2 separate regions of the Sus scrofa genome follow, and region 1 is linked to region 2. A link is a contact called in public Hi-C data. All regions are on one chromosome and are shown on one strand. Each heading gives the region's core, a stretch centred on a gene start, on an enhancer-like site or on the middle of the called end of the contact. The rest is flanking DNA. Distances are from core to core; before and after follow the strand shown. Region 1 overlaps TMEM135 (transmembrane protein 135). Region 2 overlaps FZD4 (frizzled-4).

Evidence for each region. A called contact is a pair of places that touch in the nucleus more often than the background predicts.
Region 1: a contact with region 2 is called in a Hi-C map of retroperitoneal adipose tissue, with 1.9 times the contacts expected there. The contact joins two enhancer-like sites. A contact is called at or near these places in 10 of 47 Hi-C or Micro-C datasets (alveolar macrophages, fetal skeletal muscle, heart right ventricle and 6 more) and 2 of 2 datasets of contacts at active chromatin or transcription factors (alveolar macrophages and skeletal muscle).

What each region holds. Positions count from the first base shown.
Region 1 is chr9:20,797,669-20,800,368 of Sscrofa11.1, reverse strand. All of the region lies in intron 3 of TMEM135 (transmembrane protein 135), which reads right to left. Among named protein-coding and RNA genes, the nearest start is that of TMEM135, 58 kb to the right of the region's middle. Within about 2 kb of position 1,413, at least 1 of the 83 cell types and tissues checked has an H3K27ac peak or open chromatin away from gene starts, as enhancers often do. A contact at or near this core is called in retroperitoneal adipose tissue, where this site is marked.
Region 2 is chr9:20,712,909-20,715,608 of Sscrofa11.1, reverse strand. FZD4 (frizzled-4) reads left to right here. Exons shown (of 3, transcript XM_005667210.3): 3 at 1-614. Among named protein-coding and RNA genes, the nearest start is that of FZD4, 7.2 kb to the left of the region's middle. Within about 2 kb of position 1,303, at least 28 of the 83 cell types and tissues checked have an H3K27ac peak or open chromatin away from gene starts, as enhancers often do. A contact at or near this core is called in retroperitoneal adipose tissue, where this site is marked.

The sequences.
Region 1 (2,700 bases), core at 164-2,663, 85 kb before region 2:
TATCTGTAACATTTTTCACAGAACTAGGACAAATAATTCTAAAATGTATATGGAAACACAAAAGACCCAAATAGCCAAAGCAATCCTGAAAAAGAACAAGGCTGGAGCGATTATGCTCCCTAAATTCAAACTATACTACAAAGCTATGGTAATCAAAACAGTATGGTACTGGAGTTCCCATCATGGCATGGTGGTTAACAAATCCGACTAGGAAACATGAGGTTGCGGGTTCGATCCCTGGCCTTGCTCAATGGGTTAAGGATCTGGCATTGCCATGAGCTGTGGTGTAGGTTGCAGATGTTGCTCAGATCTGGAGTTGCTATGGCTGTGGCATAGGCCAGGAGCTGTAGCTCCCATTCTACCCATAGCCTGGGGACCTACATATGCCGTGGGTGCAGGCCTAAAACAACAACAACAACAACAATCCTCTACTTCGTGAATAGAAAAAATAAAATAAGCCCCTCACCTCCACCCCTAAAGCAAGATTCAGGCAAAAATCAAACAGGGATTGGTCTATCATATTTACAAATTCCATGATCTCTAAATGTCAAACAATCCAAATATTCTCAGCAGTTTGTATTCCCTAATGACCTTAGTCTGTCCGTCTCTCTCCGCCCAGCCGCCAAGTAAAAAACAGAAACAAATGGCCCTTGAAAACTCTGACTGTTGGTCTCACTTTCTCCAAAAAATCTGCTAAACCACTACCTTTGAAAACTCAATGCATACTATGTACCAGAAGCATTTCACTTATTACACTCCATTTAATCCTCGCCAGGACCTCCAGAGTTAAAATTTACCTTTTCTCCAATAGTACAGACACAAACATTGAGGCTTAGAGTAGTTAGGTAATTTGTCTGAAGATACCAGCTAGTAAGTAGTGAGCTAGAATTCTAACATAGGCAATTTGACCCCATGATCTAGGATCCTGCTTCAAAGTCACACTGAAATACAAAATTCTGAACAGCATCTTGTAATCTTTGAAAGTTCTGTAGAACTACCATTTTTTCCATAAAATAAAAAACTGTGTGAGAACACTGAAAATAAAAAAAAACAATTGCATGCATATCACTGAAATGCGTTCAGTGTTTTTCAAGCCTTTCGCAACTAACTAGATTGCCCCTTAAGTTGTTTTCGTATTTCCTAAGAATTTAAACTCTTGCTTAAGTGTGTTTTTGGTTTGGTTTGGTTTTTTGTTTGGTTGCTTTTTTTGTTTTTTTTGTTTTGTTTTGTTTTTTGTTTTTTTGTTTTTTGTTTTTTTGCTTTTTTTGCTTTTTAGGGCCATGCCAGCAGCACATGGAAGTTCCCAGGCTAGGGGCTGAACTGGAGCTACAGTTGCCAGCCACAGCCACAGCCACAGAAAGAGAAGATACCAGTCACATCTGTGACCTACACTGCAGCTCACAGCAATGCCAGATCCTTAACCCACTGAGTGAGGCCAGGGATCAAACCCACATCCTCATAGATTTCCACTGCACCACAGTGGAAAGTGTGGAAAAGTGGTCCTTTTTAAGTGTTTATTCAGAGTATAGAAGTAATGAGCTGACCCTTTATTATATAACAAGTTTGTCAAGATTATCAAATTCAAGGAAAGTAAATAGTAAGTAAACATTTTCACACTCTGAAGAAAGGGGAAGATAACTAAAGGTCAATGAAGAAGACTTTAAATCAGGTTCTTAAATCTTTCCTTCTCAAAAGGACAAAGGTTTTATTCTAAAGTCAGCTAAGGATATAAGCCAGTACCCCAATCTGGAGGTCCTATAGAAAGACATCAGGAAAAGTATAAGAAAAATTTTATAGCCACCTGAGATACATGAACAAGTTTTCCTGCTTAGAAAAAGGACCTAAGAATTTGAATAGCATAGAACTCATGCCCCTAAACAGACAACTATGTGTTCTTAATTTCCCACAAAGTACCAAGGGCACTATGCTTTCATTAATTTTAGTTGTAGTCAAGGGTTTAAAAGCTTAACAACTGTTTCATGTGAAGGTGTATAGTAATGAGTACAACTTATTATGAATGTGTGGCAACAACTAACATTCAAGAAATAACATATAGCTTCCTGAAATATATTTTTGGTACATGCATAAATTGTTAGCATATATTACAACATATGTAGGATTCTTAAAAAAAAAAAAAAGCCAAATGAAGTGAATTGATGATAAAGATTGATGTTGTATATAAATTGTGAAAACATAAAGATTCACTGTGAAGAGGAATAGCCCTTCTACATTTCAACATGGTTTAAGCGTTGGAGGGTGAATACTAGGAACAGCAGTAGATATCGAAATGAAAAGGAAGCATGAGAGCAGCTATGCTGAACAAAAGAGTAAACCTGAAAGGAACAAAAGGAATCAGTTTAGTACAACACAAGTGGTAATATGTCAAATGCAAAGCAGATATATGCAAAAATTCTCAACAAAATTTTAGCAAACCAAATCCAGCAACATATAAAAAAGATTACATACCATGACCAAGTGGGATTCACCCCAAGTTCACAAGGATGGTTCAACATATGCAAATCAATCAACTTCATTACCACATTAGCGAAAGAAAAGTCAAAAACCATACAATCATCTCAATAGATGCAGAAAAAGAATTTGACAAAATCCAACATCCACTCATGATAAAAACTCTTACCAAAGTGGGTATAGAGGGAACATATTAAAGCCATTTCCGACAAACCCACAGCCAATATAATA
Region 2 (2,700 bases), core at 54-2,553:
CAGGTCGCCTATGAAATGTAGCATGTGACCGGCCTGTGCTGCCTGGAGACGGTTCCCATAGCTGGCCAGGGCCCCGGAGCCTGCACCCAGGGGCAGAGCCTGCCCTTACTCACGCTCCGCTCCAGTGTCTTGGGAGTTGTGCGGCGACTCCGGCCCAGGAAAGGGGAAGGAGGACCAGGCAGCTGGGTGCTGGCCTGGCTGTTGGCGTGTAGGGCTTCGTGATGCAGTTCTTGGAATGTTTCCGTGACTGTGTGACCAAGGCAGCACCTAGCAGCGGGCCAGGCACAGAACGGGTGCTCTACTAGTAATGATGAGTTCTTGGGTGGACCCGGACGCCTGAGTTCTGGAGCTTGCTGTGTTGCAACATGTCCTTTCCGTACATCTCTCGCCTTCTCAGGGGAAGTATGTTTGCTCGGAAGTGGCCATGGGTGCAGACTGGATGCGTAGCCTTGGCGATGTCACAGGGTTATCGGCTGTTCCTTTCACATTCCAGACCCTGGAGAGTGTTAACGGTTTCAGGAAAGGAGCTTTGTGGCTGAGGCGTCAGTTACCAGTTCCCTTGAAGTGACTCCGTCACCTCTTAAGTTGGTATCTGTTAAAAAAAAAAAAAAAAAGCGACTTCTCAGAATTATCAGCACATTTATCAAGTGCCAACTGCACGTAAAGCCCTGTGTTAAGCACCTTAGGGGTTGTCGGTGGGGCGGGTAAGCGCTGTTCTCCTGACTGAGCTGGATGGGGACGCGCCTGGGTCTTTCGGGAGGAGCGGGGCCTCTGCATCGCACCGCCGCCTGTTTCTCCGTCTCCGTCCCAGAACCCTCTTTCTGGGTCTTTCTCCCTTTCACACGTCACTCATCCCTTCCCAGGATTCCTTGCAAATTGATTTACAGGGGTTTTGCTGGAAAGCATCAGCTCTGTTTCATGACAATCGGCGTGGAAATCTCCTAGGAAGACCATGAACAGGGGCCATAAGGACATGAGCTCCTGCATCTCATGTGACCTCAGGGACAGGCACTTGAGGGCTGGAGGTCTTCCAGTGACTCATACCCGGTGAATCTGAGGACAGCTTCTTGCTGGGGAAAAGGTTAGGGTTCTTTCTCTTTCTCTGAAATCTGGGATAAATAGGTATGACCGTAGCTTCCTATTAAATCCCCTGGCCTCAGCAGGGCCCAGGGGCTCCTCTGTCCAGCCTCCTCTCTGAAAAACTCCTTTCTCCTCCTTCATAAAGGCCACACCTCAGGGCAGAGGAACATGGGGAGGGTGGAACTGGCCAAAGCCGCCTGGTGGAGCTACTCGGTTGATTCATATCCTTTTTCCTCTCTGGAGACCCGTTTCCTGATCTCTGAGACGGCTTCTGAGCTGGCAGCTTACTCAGAGACCTGAACCGGTGGAGGGGTGACACTTTTCATTTCCCTGAGACGCTCTCTGACTTTGCTTTCCCCGCCCCCACATCCCTCTCACCTGCACCCCCCAAACCTGGAACCTGGGAAACTTCTGTATCTGGATTCCGAATTGTGCCTTTATTAGCACCCCAGGCTTGGTGCTCTCTGCCCACCCCCCACCCCGCCCCTCAGCTTCCTGGTCACTAAATTCAGTGTCGGAACCTGAGTGTGTAAAGAGGAACTCGGCAGCCTCAGTTTAAGGGGATTTTGCCAGGATGGTGCAATCTTCGGCTTCTGGCGAGGTGGCCACAACCGCAGTTGGGGAAGAGGCGCAGGCTCTGCAAGAAGCATTCAGGACCCATCTACAGCCTGAATTTCATTCTGAGATGGAGGGGATCCGGAAGGGTTGCTCTTCCAGCCAATTATATCAAGTCATCGGACTCCAAAGGTTCTTTCTGTTCCTTTATTGTATTTGGGTTCAGAGTCCCCGTCTGGGTTTGTATTATATCTGGCAAAGGACCTGGGTTCTCATTTTTCTTCTTGGGCTGAGGCTGTAGATCTTGGAAACTCCTAGGAGAGCATTTTGCTCCTACCAAGGATCAGATACCACAGCCTTAAATAATGGATTTTGTTTCACTGTGGCCTGGGCAGAGCTCTTTGCTGCTGCCTCTTGCCCTGCTCATGTGCGGTGATGATACATGGGGCATTTCCAGGAGGGAGATGAACCCTGGATCCCCCCAATGGGCCTCTTCTCCTTGATAAACCCACTTGCTTGTTTCTATTTCTGATTGGCCTTGCTTCCCTTCCTTGCACCAGCAAATTCCCGGTGTTCACCCAGGCGACTTGTAGAGGCCTGCTTGGGGTCCTAGGTGAGCTGTGTCCTCCAAGCTTCTATGGCTCCCCCATCGCCTGCAATATTCAGTGCATGACCACTGTCATCCCAGAAGGCTTCTGAGGGGAGGATGAGTGCTCTGGCCCTGGAGGCTGGGTCCCTCTGCTCTCCCAGGTGTGCTGCCATGGGCTTTGGGAGGGGGAGGCTGCTTCCCAGGCCTCTCCCAAGGGGGCATCTAGGCGGTCCCGAATCTTTTCCTACCTCACAGGGATGTTGTGAGACTTTAGAAGGGATGAGGACAAAGGCCCCTGGAGCTCTTTGTAGAAAAGGCAGAAGAAAGGTCAAGTGTGGTCTATGCAAAGATGAAATATGGCCTGCTGATGCCGCAGACAAGCACATGCTCTCTGGGCCTTTCTTGGGCCCCGTGCCAGCCACAGCGCCAGCCACCTCGAGGCCAACCTGGGGGACTTCCGGATTTCGACATAGAGG